Regions from separate parts of the Sus scrofa genome. Here regions 1, 3 and 4 are each linked to region 2. Evidence: chromatin contacts called from public HiChIP or PLAC-seq data. All regions are on one chromosome and are shown on one strand. Each heading gives the region's core, a stretch centred on a gene start, on an enhancer-like site or on the middle of the called end of the contact. The rest is flanking DNA. Distances are from core to core; before and after follow the strand shown. Region 1 overlaps ITPR1 (inositol 1,4,5-trisphosphate receptor type 1). Region 2 has its middle 44 kb from the start of BHLHE40. Region 3 overlaps LOC106505661 (a long non-coding RNA gene). Region 4 overlaps ITPR1 (inositol 1,4,5-trisphosphate receptor type 1).

Region 1 (3,276 bases), core at 408-2,907, 240 kb after region 2:
ATAATACTCTGTACGCTTCTTTGCATGTAAGACTAGCAAGTTGTTTTGGTGAGAGGGCACAGTGTTTTTCTTCCTTCCCAAGCACAGATCAGAGCAGTTCAGTCATGTGGTTGTGCTATCAAAAAGTGGCTTTCCACCAGACAGAAATTTCTATAATAACCTACAGGTTACTGGATTAGATGAAAAAGCCACTGACATGCTGACCCAGAGCACATGAAATCCTCAATTTATTTCAAGCTCTCATCATATAAATACTGATAAATGGTAGCCAGGGACGTGAGCTTGTATGAGCTTGTGGAGTCAAGTTGATTCTCCAACATGATTTGTTAAATGAGTCAAAAATAGCCCCCCAAAAAAATCCATTTAAACTATACACCCAAACCAACAATTAGCTTGGACCCTCAGTATGAAATACTAAAATGAAAATAAAAATAACTGTGTGATTCTTGTGCGCTTCGGTGTTACCACCTTCCTAATGACCTTTCTTTCCTCTGGCACCACAGATGCCATAAATACAGATCAGCTTTTCAGTGAAACGCTGTAATTCCAGGCTTTCCTGTGACAGTGACAAAGTACCCAGGGCCACGTCTGGGGGTGAGATAGAGGGCAGAGCTTAACATGCCTGAACAGGGGCACAGTTAAAAAGGAAAAATTTTCAGGGAGGCTAACATGTTTCAAAATACCCTTTAGATGCCAGGATGGGTTGCAAGTTCAATTCCAGAATTCAATCTTTGGACCCTTAGAGAATCTTTGGAACCCCTAAATAGGAGTAAGCATTTTCTATTAGTTTGTTTTGAATTTTTTTACTTTAAAAATTACTTTTGGGGGGGTATGCTCAAGAAATCACTATCAGGAGTAGTAGGTATATCAGCTTCTCAAATATCCAAGAGCTTGTAAACCCAGCAGCTTAAGCACCTTGAAGTCACTGCTTTCACCCCATAAAACTATTTTGGTATTAGAGGGAGTCAGCAGGTCAAGGGTGCTTCTCCATCAGTCATCTGTCACCTGCTGTTTGTATGAGATGCAAAGAAACTCATCAGAGGCCTGTAGGCAAGATACTGGCCAGTGTAGCTTTTCTTATTTTAACCCAACATTTATGAACAACCCTTCTGCTAAATCAAAATCACGACAGACCAAGGAGTTCTCTGACAACAACAAAAAAATTTTTTTGGTCTTAGAAAGGTTTACTTGTTCTATTCTCCAAATGGCCCTTTTTCTCAATGGGGAAAAGTGAGAGATCCTAGAGGGAATGAAGTTTTATCGTTTTTCTGTCTGTGGTTTTCAGAATCAGGGCTGTTAGGTCTTGGATGCTTTCAAACTTGTTTCTCAGCTTTGAGTGATGAGGTTTCATTCCATGGGACCCGTGAGTTGAAAAGCTGGTATCCTGTCCTAAGACCTTATTTGGAAGGGAAAGACTGCAGTTCTGCATTTTAGAACATGCAACGTGGATCATTCATTTCATTTAAAGGAACTGCCTTGAACATTTACTTTCACAACAGTGACCATGTCACGTGCAGAGGCAACCCACATAAGGGTTTCCAAGGGCTACTTTCTTTTGCTTTCAATTCCTACTTGCCTTCAGTTCTAGCACAAGATCCATCCTCTTCTTTCCCAGGGGGTTGATGTCATTGAGGATCAGTGCTGTGATGATGTCAATGCCATTGGATTCATGGGTGGCGATGCAATTCTGAGGAAAGAGGCAACCACAGACATTTACCCAAACGCTGGTCATAAATCAGACGTCAAAGGCCAACAGGCTGAACTGCTATTTCAACACAAAGCTTGCCACTCCCAGCAATGTCTCTAGGGGAGAGCTGCAAATTTTCCGTGAGAAAGTGGTAAAAATAAAAGACAGATGAGAATCTCTAGTTTCAGAATTAACAGTAAACAGCAGGAAAGTCCCCATGGGCTCTAACTGATAAATTGGTCATGTGTAATCCAAATAGTGCAGTGGGCTTTTGTTCTTAAGGGAAAATAGGGTGTGTGACTGATTCTGGGTTCTGCGTTGTTTTCCCCTTTAAGGTGTGTTCCATTCTCTCTGCATCACTCGATTTTCGTATTGCACACTTTTGCTCAAGGCCTAAGCTTGGAAAGCAAGTTTCCTATTTAATTCGCACAATATCAGAATGAATCACCTTCCCCCAGGTAAGATCCCCATTTGCAGCAGAATCTCCTCCTACTGGAGGGGTCTTTAAGCTCCCTTTAAAAGACCTCCGTTTGGCAGAAAAGCAAACTCGAGGCGACAGGGAAATTCACTTAGATGTCAGAATAAGCCTTTCTCCCCAGCCTGTTGTCATGTTTTGGTTCCTTTTCCCTTTCACTCAGACTGTACCATTTGTCTCACCAGGAAACCAGGAGAGGAAAGTGGATCTAACAAAACTCTAGCCTCAAAGTCGTGGACAAGTAAGATCATATTTTTAATGTATAGCAAGTTGTGCCTCTTGTAAGCTGTCCTTCTCCCCTGAGCCAAAGTTCTGGCCTTGCTTCCCTAGTAACATAGCATATATTGTTCCTTCCCTGAATTCTGGGCTTAAAATGGGCCATTTAAGCACTGGCCTAACCACTCCACGCAGGAGAGAGCCGTACTTTGGGTTAAAAATCATACTCATTCTAGCATCAGTGCAAAAATTACAACATCTATAAGACGTCATGGGTAAGTAATGACTCTACTCAAGAAACGATTAGGTTCCAACCGCTCCAAAAATAAACTTGCTGAGAGACCTACGTCAGGACTAAAGGGTCTTTCTCTTCTCTGAATGTCTGTGGTGTCAAAGTCTCAACCATACATTTTCTCCTGTTATTTTCAACTTGTTTCATGTACACCAAGGTTTTTCTCTCTAGTTAGTTTTAAACTTCCTGCTGTGAAGTAGCCCCTTTTGGAGTCTCTCAATTTTAAATAAAAAATTTTAGTATTTAAAATAGAGCCCAGTCTTCTGGTCTTAGAAACTCCAGCTCTAATATGTATCCCTAGTGAAGTCAGAGTGGGACCATTCACACCACACCAAGCTGGGCATGGAAACCCAGGGCAACCCTTTCAATATCTGCGATTAGGTCATGTCCTGAAACATAATACAACCCGGGACGCCCTCCTCATTGCTGGAAAAACGCCCTCAGTCCTAAGGACTTGCTAGGGCCATAGGTAGGTATCATGTGATTTTTGAATTAGTCACTGTCAACAATTTTTCAAAATGATCAACTTTTTTTTTTTTTCCCCACCCCAAAATGAGAACAGAATTACCTGGTTCTCATGGCAAGGTCCTTGACAGTATTCAGTCA
Region 2 (3,634 bases), core at 51-2,550:
ATTCACCTTAAAATAATAAACTTTGGAAATTCCCATTGTGGCTCGGCGGTAACAAACCTGACTAGTACCCATGAGGACTCAGGTTTGATCCCTGGCCTTGTTCAGTGGGTTAAGGATCTGGTGTTGCCGTGAGCTGTGGTGTAGGCCGGCAGCTGCAGCATCAATTAGACCCCTAGCTTGGGAACTTCTGTAGGCTGCAGGAGCAGCCCTAAAAAAAGAAAAAAAAAAAAAAAAAAAAAATTAAAATAAATAAATCTTACCTATATATAAAACATATTTTATTAAAATGGTCATATTTTCTATTTTTTCTTTCCTTATTCTTTTTAAAAAATTTCATTAGCCTTATTTTCTAAAACTAAAAGAATTAATAAGAAGAGTGACATAGGTTCACATGCTTGCAAATCCCTTTAAATGTCTGCCTTAATAGAAGAAGTCTAGATACTCATACCTGCTTCTGCATTCAGTCTTTTGGAGCATGATATGTCATGTGAACTCTGGAAAACTCCACTGCACACATAAGAGAGAAATAGTGAAAAAGGCAAATACCCTCCTAGTTTTGCTATAAAAATAGTTTTGAGTTTGGGTATTCCCCCACCCCACCCCCACACACAGAGGGTGGGTCCTGGACCACACTTGGAACTGGTGATGTGTTGTGATATAGCAATGGAGAAAGGCCTCACAGTGTGGGGGCGTGTAAAGAGCCATCTCCATGATAAAGAGTGGGATGACTTCTCACTTTAAAACAACCCTAGAGGGAGTTCCCCTTATGGCCCAGCAGGTTAGGAACCCGACTTGTATCCAGGAGGTTTTGGGTTTGACCCCTGGCTTCGTGTTGACCCCAGCTATGACGTAGGTCACAGATTTGGCTCAGATCTTGAGTGGTTGTGGCACAGGCTGGCAGCTGCCTAGTCCGGAAACTTCCATATGCCACAGGTACAGCCCTAGAAAGAGGAAAACAAACCAAAAACCCCCCAAAACCTAGAGATCGTTCAATGAGGGTGTCAATTCGACTTTTGGTTCCGACTTGGACCTAAAGGAGCTGCAAAACAAATGACAGGTCCCTTGTCCTCTCTGAGCCTCGGTTTCCTGGTCTGTCTTTTTTTTTAGGAGGGTGAACTCTTAATATTACAGCCCCCACTCCACCACCCACCTCCCTCCCTTTGGGAGGTCCCAGCGGGAACTTTAGAGCAACCTTATCTTCTGCCCAGCAGAGGGCGATGGAGACCAGCTCTGGCTGCACCATCTCCACCCCGGAGGCCCTTTACCGCCTTGCTGTGTAGAGACACAAGGTTCCCTCGTGATCCGGGCGGTTTACTTGGCATCATCTGGCACCAGGTATCTCAGGCAACCTGGGCCCTCTCCGGGGAGCGGTTGAGAGCCGCCAGAGCCCTTCCCATTGATCCAAACGTGGCCAGGTTGGGAGGCTCGGATTTTCCTGAGAAGTCTGGGAAGAGCAGAGGGGGAGAACTGGTTTGGGCATTTCCCCGCCCCCCCCCCCCCCCTCCACTGGGCCTGTCAGTGAGAAAGCACCCAGGAGCTGTTGACTCTGCACAGGGAAAACCAGGCGGGGTGGCCGGAAGGGAACAAGACGGAGCGCAGCGCCAACTCTCCCCCGGGGCTGCCTGCCTGCAGGCACGGGGCTGCGCTTGCATCAGCGCTGCCAAGGCTGGGGCCAGGGCCGCCCGCGACGTCAGCCGCCTTCCCAGAAGAATTCCACCGCCTGCGGCCTGGGGCCGGCCCGCGTGGGGGCGGGGGCTTTTGGTTTCGGAGGATGACACCACTTGCTTGCTGCCTCTCCTCGCCCGCACTCCGTTGTCATGGAGACGACAGCATCCTGGTAGCCTTGGCGAAGCCAACCCGCCCTCGAGAAGTGACCCGGAGCACGGCCCACTCAGGAAACCACTGGCTCTAGGATGCTCGCGCAGGGGGACAGGGCTGCGCCTCCCGGATTTTCCCCTGGGGGCGCCCTGCAGGGCCACCTTCCTTATTCTACAGGATTATCAAGATCTCGAAGCACTCTCACCAAGTGTCTAGAAACATCCCTGGGCGGGGAGGCGCGCGCGGGGCGGGAGGGGGGTGAAATCGGAAGACCAAAAAGGAGCCCTAAAACAACCTGTATGAGGCAGAACTGATTTTTCAGTCCTTTAAGTTTTTGCTTTTTTTTTTTTTTTTTTTTTTCTTTTCTTTCAAGGAGCAGTTTCTAATGATTATCTTCAAAAGATTCTCTGGCTGAAGCTACCCTCAGTGAAGCAGTTTGTTTTAGTTCGCTTTGGCAAGCTAATTGAGCACCTAGACTGTGCCAGGCTAAGGGAGTGGGGGTTGATAATAATAGTGGGGCGTTGAACACGTTCAACCAGACATAGAAGTGAACTCATTTATTCTTTCCCACAACCTTAAGAGGTAGGTCTTGTCCCATTCTAGAGAAGAAAACTCAGAATATCCAGTAAATCTGAGACCGATTAGGGGGTAAAATCAGAACTGAATCCTAAACCAGAGATCTTAACCATTACCAAGCAGCCTCTGGAACCATGAATTAAAATGGTGGGTATGACCTTTAGTCTCTGGAACCAAGACTGCATTTTTTTACTGCGCGGAGACCATGCATTTAATTTTTAATTCTGTGTGAATAATAACTGAGAAGGTCAGGACAAAAATAATCCTAAAAAAGGAATAAGGCTTATATAATAATAACAAATGCAGCTAACACTGAATACCCACTGTACATCAGGCACCCACTAGTCATTACCACTCTTGGTACAACAACTCTCTGAAGTCAGTTCTATTACTTTGGACCCTGCTTTGCAAATGAGGAAACTGAGGCACAAACTGGTGAAGTAATTTGTCCGAGTCCCATAGCTGGTAGATTAATACTTGGTAACTAATAAATTCGTGTGAGGATCCAGAGTGGACATTCAGTACAATTGCACTCAGCTTTGGAGAGAGTGGAGAGAAAGCACTATACACAAACACCTCAAGAAAAGCATATTTATTCAGACCATTTCCATCTAAAATGTATTATAATTTTAAAGCAAGCTAGGGTAGGGTAACTTTTATCCCCATGGGGAAAAAACATTGCTAAGCAAATACTGTAAACAAGGTGAGAACAATTCTGCAGGATATTTTAGAATTCAGAAAGCACTTTCCAGAGTTCCCATTGTGGCTCAGCAGTAATGAACCTGACTAGTATCCTGCAGGATGTGAGTTTGATCCCTGGCCTTGCTTAGTGGGTGAAGGATCTGGCATTGCTATGACCTGTGGTGTAGGTTGCAGACTTGCTCAGATCCACCATTGCTGTGGCTACGATGTAGACAGGCAGCTACAGCTCCGATTCTATCCCTAACCTTGGAATTGCCATATGCAATGGGTACGGCCCTTAAAAAAAAAAAAAGAAAAAAAAAAAAATTAAGCACTTTTCTTCCCAGAATCTAAGTTCATCATCACAGCCCTCCTGAGTAGTTAGATAATCGGTAGCATACAGGTACAATGAACTATTATTCAACCTTAAACAGGAATGAACATATGACACAGGCTACAACATAGGCTAATCCTGAGGATATTATGTTAAGTGAAATAAGTCAGTCACCAAAGGACAAATTTTACTTGATTCCACTTATAAGAGCTATAATAGACCCAT
Region 3 (3,673 bases), core at 178-2,677, 130 kb after region 2:
TGTACAATAAATACAAATGAAGAAATGGTATTTATTTATTTATTTATTTTTTTGGTCACCATAAGTGATATACAAATCCTTATGCTCAAGAACGTAGCTTATCATTACAACTAGAACATAGATTACCATCTGCTAGATCTGCTACCCAATTAATTTTTTGGTGTTTATCCCTTCTCTCAGCTCTTGCTGTTATCTCCATAAACTAGGATCTTCTTATCCTTGTTTCCTTAATAATTCACACTGTCTCCCCTCACAGCCTATTTCCAGGGCTTCCATCTCCTCAAAAATTCAGTTTAGGCCCCACAAAGCCAAATGAAGGAAAGAAATTCTTTCAAATGTTATGAAGAAAGATGTGATTAAAAATCAATCCGTGAACAGTTACCAAGTTCTAAAAATCTTTGGGGAAGAGGGTGGCAAAGAGGAACCAGAAATTTAAGATCTCCAGTCAGTAATGCTTTTCATTATATATTCAATTCCCATTGTTCCTTAATCTTTCCCCCATTCTATATGGACAAGAAAATGAAATTTGGGGTAGAGTAGCAGATCTGGATAGTATTTGCATCCAGATACCAACCTAAAAAACTGTCCATGGGAACTCATAATCAAGCGCAGCTATCTGCTGCCAAATATGACAAATGGGGACATATATTCACTTAAGTCCTGTATCAGTAACATTCCATCTTACCAGAGGCTATGACACTTTCTTCCTAGTGTTAGAAACAACGAAAAGCTTCTAGTCCTCAAGGGAAATGTGGCTTGAGGGATCCTTGGTGTATGACACACAAAACTGACATAACACACATACTTCGTATTTCAAATATAACTTCGCGGTGTACAAATAATACCTATAATTGGGTTAAATTAATGGCAGTAGTCTAAGCATCGGTGAAGTTCTAGGCCTGCCCTGGACTAGCCTCTAGAGCAGGTTACTGCCGGTGGGTGCCCTCAGGTGAGACTTCATCTCTGGGCTTACTACTCCTACTGGGAGATGAAACTTGGCTCAGAGCGCCCTGGAGACGATCATTACTGCAGCGTGTGCCACTCTTCAGGAACCCCTGATGTTCTTACATGAAGGACTTAGTTGGGGTTCGAGTGATTTAGACATAAAATGGGAAAATCCGGAGCAGTTCTGACTTCCCTTTGACGACGCCAAAAGGGCATTGAGTGCAGCCCACGACACCCACTTTTTTCTTTTTCAGAGGAAACGCCTCCTCTCCCATCCAGACCTGCCCCGCCTCCCCGCCTTCCAAAATAACTCGCGGCCTCAGCAGCTCAACCGCGTTCTGACCCCATCCAAACCCCTACCGCGCGCACGCGCACAGAGAGAGCGGCAAAGCCCGCGGCGGGGCGGGAGGTGCAGGCGCGAGCCTAGGCTCCAGCTCTCCCTCGACGGGGCGGGGCCCCGAGGGGCGGGGCGAGAGCGAGGTCCCGCCTTGCCATTGGCGTTGGCCTGGCCAGGTGGAGGGCCAGGTGGAGGCCCGCGTGAGCAGCTGGCCCACGGGCCCACGGTCCCAAGGGCCCCTGCGCGCAGGCGCAGAGCGGGGCTGGGAGCGAAGGCGGGGGAGGGAGTGCCTGGGAATAGGCAACGTACTCCTGGCGCGGTGCCTTGCAGCTGATGGCGGGTGGGGCCGTAGAGTAGGGCTGGCCGCCGCTTTCTCCTGTGGACCGAGGCTGCTGACGGGAAAACGATCCGGGAGGGAAGCGTCCGCGCCCAGGCCCCTTTCCCTGAAAGTCTGCGGCATCTTAGAGCCGAGTAAACCAGACAGAACGTTGAAGTTCGCAGACCTCAGCCTTCGAGGCCTCTCTGCCCGCTGCCGGCTTTGAGTCCTCTGGCGTCACTTAGCCTGGCCTCGGTTTCCCCACTCTTGTAGAGGGCTTGTGGCCTGAGAGTGGCCGCGAAGAAGAGTTCACGTCACAACCACTACGTGCCTAGTGAGTTTTTTGAGCATCCAAGTCACGCCCTTGCCCTCAGGGAGCCGGGTGCCTAGTGGCGGCTCTGAGCAAGATGGAAGTTCCGCGGTGGTGTAGCGCCAGGGCCCGGAGTGCGCCCCTCCTGGTGGCTTGGCCGCACTGCCTGCGTGGGCTCCAGCCTCGGCTTCCTCATCAGCGCACAGAATGTGCTTCACAGGTAACGAGGGAGTGTGGAGTGCCAAGCGTCGTCCCTGGCACGTGGTGGGCTCACAACACGAGTTCCAGGCTTCAGTCAGTGCCAAGGGTATCTTTCAGAGCAGCCAGGAGGTCCAGAGGTGCAAACACAGACCATGCGACTCAGGGGGCATAGCTGGAGAACAGAATCCAGTTCCTCTCCGACCGGCTAGGGAAAAGGGATATGATGATTAATTGATTAAGCACACTCCCTTTGATCCTTGTCTTGCCTTAGAAAAGGCTTCCTCAGGCTTCCTTTCCCCGTCTTTTTAGTTGGTAGTGTTTTAGAAAGGCTAGGAAACATTGATTTTTCTGAATTCACTCTTACATTAAGTCCTGTTCTGATGATGAAGAAGGAAACTTGATTGATCTGCATTTGGGGCAGTTATTAGTGTACTGGATTAATTTGGAATAAACTTGTCAGTACTCAACAGGAGAGCTGGCAAAAAAGCAGATGTTCAACTGTTAGTGTGGCTCTCTGTTGAAGGCTTGAAAAATATTCGTGTTCTGTACTGTGTTAGCTTCCTGGTCTCAATAATACCCACCCCTACCTCCATTGTCACTAGGGTGGTCCTTATAAACTATTGTTAATTCTTTTTTTGAGACATTTTTGACCTTAATGTCACCTTTTCCTACCAGTAACCACTTTAAGATCCTGTTGCTGCAAGAGTTCAGGGAAAATCCATTTGTAATATTTAGAGGATGACCACACCCTGACTTCTGCAGAGTGTTGAGTAAATCAAACTAGTTTGTTGTTTTTTTTTTTTTTTTTTTTTTTTTTTTCTGGAAAAAACCTGCAGCTGAAACTGAGATTAGGAATAAAGAAAACCAGCTGGATCTTGTCCCTTAATGCCAGTGATAGTTTCTGTTTGTGGTCTGTTTGTCATTCAGCACGCTTTGGGAGAATGTGACTAGCTTTTTGTAAGCCTACCGTGGTATGCTCTACGTGATCCCTTGCATCCAAGATATGCACAGGTAACTGATTGATCCTGACCTCCTTAAGTGACTGACAGGTGGGCTGTCAGTGGGCTGCCCACAGGTAGATCCTTATTGGAAAAACTGGCCATTTGGTTGATATTATCTGTGAATAATAATTTTAGAATTTATTACTGAAAGCACATGAGGTATTCCAGGGCTTGACTTTTTCATTTATTTTCATCTTTTCATTTCTGTATTTTATACAGTTGTTATAGAATTTGTGTGCTAATGTTACAGTTTCTTGAATTTGGCTTAAAAGAGCTAGCTGTCCTTGGTCTCACTATTTCAGTTCAAAATAAATTATTTAACAGAGTATAATATGTTGAATAACTGCAACAATCATAATAAACATTGATAATGTACCATTTTCATTTAATATTTATGTTTATCATTTATATCCATTATTTTATTTCACCATTTTGAACACTGGGGAATAAAATAGTGTGTTTCCACCTCAGGAAATTTTTAACTTGGTTTTCTCTATTTTTTTTTTTTAAGAGAAAAGAATCTTCCTGAAAAGTGATGCCTTTTGTTGTGATAGAAATCTAGA
Region 4 (3,505 bases), core at 974-3,473, 190 kb after region 2:
GAGTAAGAGCTGACTGTAGTGGTTGTGGTTGGCTGGGTGCTCTTCCTGGAAGGCATGGGCCTGAGGGAAGCCTAGCACTTGGCCTGGGGAGGGGCAAGCATGAGGGCCATCTAGGCAGAGGGCTGGCACAGTGGGGAAACCAGTCTGGCTGGACTTGAGGATGAGGTCAGACAGGCAGGGGCAGCACAGACCCTGGAACAGTAGGCTGGGAGGGCCTAGAAGAGAGGCTTCACGCATAGGAGCATGGCTCAAGGAGGGTCTGGACACGGGGAGGGAAGCAGCCTGACAAGGTGCTGGGGGCTGGGGACACGTGCGAGCTGCAGCAGTCAGGACTTGGTGCTCACCTGCAGTGCACTGATGACTGACATGCAAATGATGCTCGGCTGCCTAAAATGGCTAGAGAATTCATCTCAAATCTGGCTCTCCAAGCCTTCATATGTTCATTTTCTTAAGCAAACCCTCCATAAAAATAGAAAACACAGACTTCCAAACAGAGTCCACATGAAAGAGGTCTTCAAAAGAATATAGAAAATCAATGCAAGAAGTCTGCCAATAGCTTAAAGTTTAAGGAAGAGTTTCTTCTCCTATTTCAATAGTAAGTGACCAAATGACTACAGATTCGAAAGGGAATTTTCCATGTCAGATTCACATCTTCTTTTATGGCATATGTGGTTTGATTATTGGACTCCCGAGCAATGATTTCAGAAAGGTCTCTGACAAATGCAAAATGCACAGACTTCATCTGACAACCATTCACTGAACATTTCTAATGTCCATACCTGGCACAGTGCTGAGTGCTGAGGGTTTGGAGATGAGAAAAGACAAGGCTGCTGCCTCCATTGGGCTTTAATGCAAGGAATATGGCCATAGGGCGGGTCTCAGGGCTCTCGCCTTTCCTGGGGCACTGTCTCCAAGTCCCAAATGCCCAGTGCCTATATGCTGGACAAATGAACGGGGCCCACTGGCCTCCAGAGATCTGCTACTGCCATCTGTGCTCCTCACCTCAATGGCCAAGGAGATGCTTCTGTATGCCTCTGTACTTGGGCCACCTATAATCCTGGAGCATAAAGGCTCTGCCCAAAGGGTACAGAAAGCCAGAAATCATGCATCTTTTTAGAATGTCTATTTTAGCCAACAGTAAACAATTGAAAATATTTTTATATTAAACTCAAAATATGCCCTGGAGCAGAACATGAAATTGAAGCAAATTTTAAAGATAGAATCCAAGATTTTTAAGAAATGCCACACTTGCCACAGGCCACTTTAGGCCATGTGCCCCAATCCTTGGTGATAAACCTTCATTCTCCATTTCATTCCTTCAATGCAAGGGGAGGAACAGGATCTTCTGGCCTAGATATACATCAGTTACCACCTTAGAGGTTCTCTCTCCCTCCATTCCCCCAGCCTTAATATCCAACAATGAAAAGCGTGGTGGGGGCCTCTGCTAACACCCTGACCACAGGCAGCAAGGGAATCTAGGTGCTCAGGATGGGGTGGATGGTTGTTCCTTTGCACTGATGAGGGGAGATCCCCAATTTTGAGATCCTAGGTGTTGCCAGTATTTTAAGTAGATAATCATCCCAGGAAATCTCAAATTACTAAGGAGTATGTAGTAGTTAACACTAATAACCAATTCCAGCCAAACCCCAACTGTTCTCTCACTTTCCACCTGGTCTTGCCCCCTGCACTGTAGGATGAGCTCTGACACAGCATTAAGGCTCCTCCCAGGAGGCCCCCTCTGCACAGAGATCCAGATCTTCACAGAAAAATGGTTAGAATCTCTCAGTTGCTAGCGTGGGTGCAGAGAGAACACCTGAATCCAGTTACTTTCTACTGAGCTCAGACTTTGATATAAAATGCTGAGCTTGTGTAAGCGCTGAGTCCAGTGACGGCTGCGCCCATGGTTCACTAGCCAGAGTGTGCCGGTCTCTAAATATTGGCAGAATCCTGCCTTTTTTCAAGATCAAAAACATTGATCTCAGGTTCCTGGCTTCTACTGGATTTTTGAGAAAGTCACCTTCAACTAAGACATTTTGTTCAAACATGCATTCATCTTGGGTGCGTGTGTGTGGTCAGGAGGGTGGGGTTTGGGGAGACCCGTGGGCTCCCTGTGGGCTGTCAGCTGCATCTGTTGTTCTGGGTCTGAGATGTGCCCTGTGCTTCGCTAGCTCCTCGTGGTGCTGGCATCTCGCATACCAATGTCATTAGGTACTGTCTGCCTTGGTCCTCCTACAATCCAGCCAGTGCAGTTCCCGTCACAGCAAGCACTTCCTCTGTCACAGCAGACAAACTGACTGAAGCCACAGCCGGAAGCAGGCTGGCCACAAGCTCTAGGGTTCTGGTTAGTTCTTTTCTAGGTAAAGTTGGAAAAGTCCCTGCAAAGGCAAACACTGAAGTTTTAGACACGGGGGCGGCACTGACCTCTTGAAATGTTCTTGACTGGAAAGAGGGAGGGAGGGTGTGTGTGTGTGTGTGTGTGTGTGTGTGAGAGAGAGAGAGAGAGAGAGAGAGAGGAAGGCAGAGAGGAGAGGAAGTTGGATCGTATGATGCAAATGCTAATCATTCTGAGAAGCGTTTTTTTTTTTTTTTCTTTTTTTTTCTTCTCCTTCCCAGGTTCAACTGAAGAGGCTGTTCTAAGAAAGATGACTGAGGTAATCAATCACCTCCTCAGAGAAAGTCCACTTAGGTAGAGAGTTTTGTTTACCATATAAACAACAAAGCATTTATTGTTGAATCTCTTATTCTTTTCCAGCCAGACTAGAGAAATGAGACTTTTTTAGTGGGGGCAGGAGGGTAAAGGAAAGGGTCATGAGAGAGAAGAAAGGTCGTGGGAAAATGGAGCTATAAGCCACAGAATCCCCTCTACGCTCCATAATCGACTCTGGGAAGATTCAAGAAGGCAGACTGTCCTTTCAGGTCAAGTGTTAACTGTGTTTCTACTTATCTTACCAAGCAAAACAACAAGCTGGACTTTCCCAGAATGCCCGTGGATGCTTAGGTGACAGGGTGACCAGAGTGGGGGAGGGGAGGCCTGGAGACAGATTCTTAGTCTCCCTATGTATCCAAACCCCCAGAAAATGCCTGGAGAGGAGGTGAATTGGGAGGGTTAAAGATGACCCTTTACTTTCCTAAAGCCGGAATGTATTACACTCAATAAACTTTAAATATTTGCTCCTTTTGTGAGTTAGGGCGATTATTTGCATCAAAGAGGAAGAAAATAATCTTGAGAGCTCACTTTTCTAAGATCACAGAAAACAGTCAAAATCCAGAATCTGTTGCTTTGGGTGAAAAAACAGTGATAATGATCGCCAATTAATAAGCTCAAGATTCCAAAATTGCCATTGATGGTATCTGTTACACATTTTTTTGGAGGGGAGGGGGTGGAAACCTAGACAAAAAAAACATGGATCCCAGTGGTAAAAAGATCAGGGTTTGGAAGGAAGGACAAATAGAGCACAGAGGATTTTGGAAGCAGTGACACTATCCTGTTTGCTGCTCTAATAGT

What was found. HiChIP or PLAC-seq counts read pairs in DNA pulled down with a chosen protein or histone mark.
Region 1: an H3K27ac HiChIP or PLAC-seq map of alveolar macrophages shows a contact between it and region 2. The contact joins two enhancer-like sites. A contact is called at or near these places in 1 of 47 Hi-C or Micro-C datasets (embryonic fibroblasts) and 2 of 2 datasets of contacts at active chromatin or transcription factors (alveolar macrophages and skeletal muscle).
Region 3: a contact with region 2 is called in an H3K27ac HiChIP or PLAC-seq map of alveolar macrophages. The contact joins two enhancer-like sites. A contact is called at or near these places in 15 of 47 Hi-C or Micro-C datasets (alveolar macrophages, brain, embryonic fibroblasts and 8 more) and 2 of 2 datasets of contacts at active chromatin or transcription factors (alveolar macrophages and skeletal muscle).
Region 4: a contact with region 2 is called in an H3K27ac HiChIP or PLAC-seq map of alveolar macrophages. The contact joins two enhancer-like sites. A contact is called at or near these places in 1 of 5 promoter capture datasets (liver), 11 of 47 Hi-C or Micro-C datasets (alveolar macrophages, embryonic fibroblasts, epiblast stem cells and 6 more) and 2 of 2 datasets of contacts at active chromatin or transcription factors (alveolar macrophages and skeletal muscle).

What each region holds. Positions count from the first base shown.
Region 1 is chr13:61,334,317-61,337,592 of Sscrofa11.1, reverse strand. It overlaps ITPR1 (inositol 1,4,5-trisphosphate receptor type 1), which reads right to left. Exons shown (of 59, transcript XM_021069282.1): 44 at 3,239-3,276; 45 at 1,577-1,687. Among named protein-coding and RNA genes, the nearest start is that of BHLHE40, 190 kb to the left of the region's middle. Within about 2 kb of position 1,657, at least 19 of the 83 cell types and tissues checked have an H3K27ac peak or open chromatin away from gene starts, as enhancers often do. A contact at or near this core is called in alveolar macrophages, embryonic fibroblasts and skeletal muscle, where this site is marked.
Region 2 is chr13:61,570,122-61,573,755 of Sscrofa11.1, reverse strand. No RefSeq gene overlaps it. Among named protein-coding and RNA genes, the nearest start is that of BHLHE40, 44 kb to the right of the region's middle. Within about 2 kb of position 1,300, at least 66 of the 83 cell types and tissues checked have an H3K27ac peak or open chromatin away from gene starts, as enhancers often do. A contact at or near this core is called in alveolar macrophages, brain, embryonic fibroblasts and 6 more, where this site is marked.
Region 3 is chr13:61,437,180-61,440,852 of Sscrofa11.1, reverse strand. It overlaps LOC106505661 (a long non-coding RNA gene), which reads left to right. Exons shown (of 12, transcript XR_002337646.1): 7 at 1-3,120. Among named protein-coding and RNA genes, the nearest start is that of BHLHE40, 89 kb to the left of the region's middle. Within about 2 kb of position 1,427, at least 70 of the 83 cell types and tissues checked have an H3K27ac peak or open chromatin away from gene starts, as enhancers often do. A contact at or near this core is called in alveolar macrophages, brain, fetal liver and 5 more, where this site is marked.
Region 4 is chr13:61,382,624-61,386,128 of Sscrofa11.1, reverse strand. The region is part of intron 57 of ITPR1 (inositol 1,4,5-trisphosphate receptor type 1); the gene reads right to left. It overlaps LOC106505661 (a long non-coding RNA gene), which reads left to right. Exons shown (of 12, transcript XR_002337646.1): 8 at 2,614-2,651. Among named protein-coding and RNA genes, the nearest start is that of BHLHE40, 140 kb to the left of the region's middle. Within about 2 kb of position 2,223, at least 44 of the 83 cell types and tissues checked have an H3K27ac peak or open chromatin away from gene starts, as enhancers often do. A contact at or near this core is called in alveolar macrophages, liver, skeletal muscle and 1 more, where this site is marked.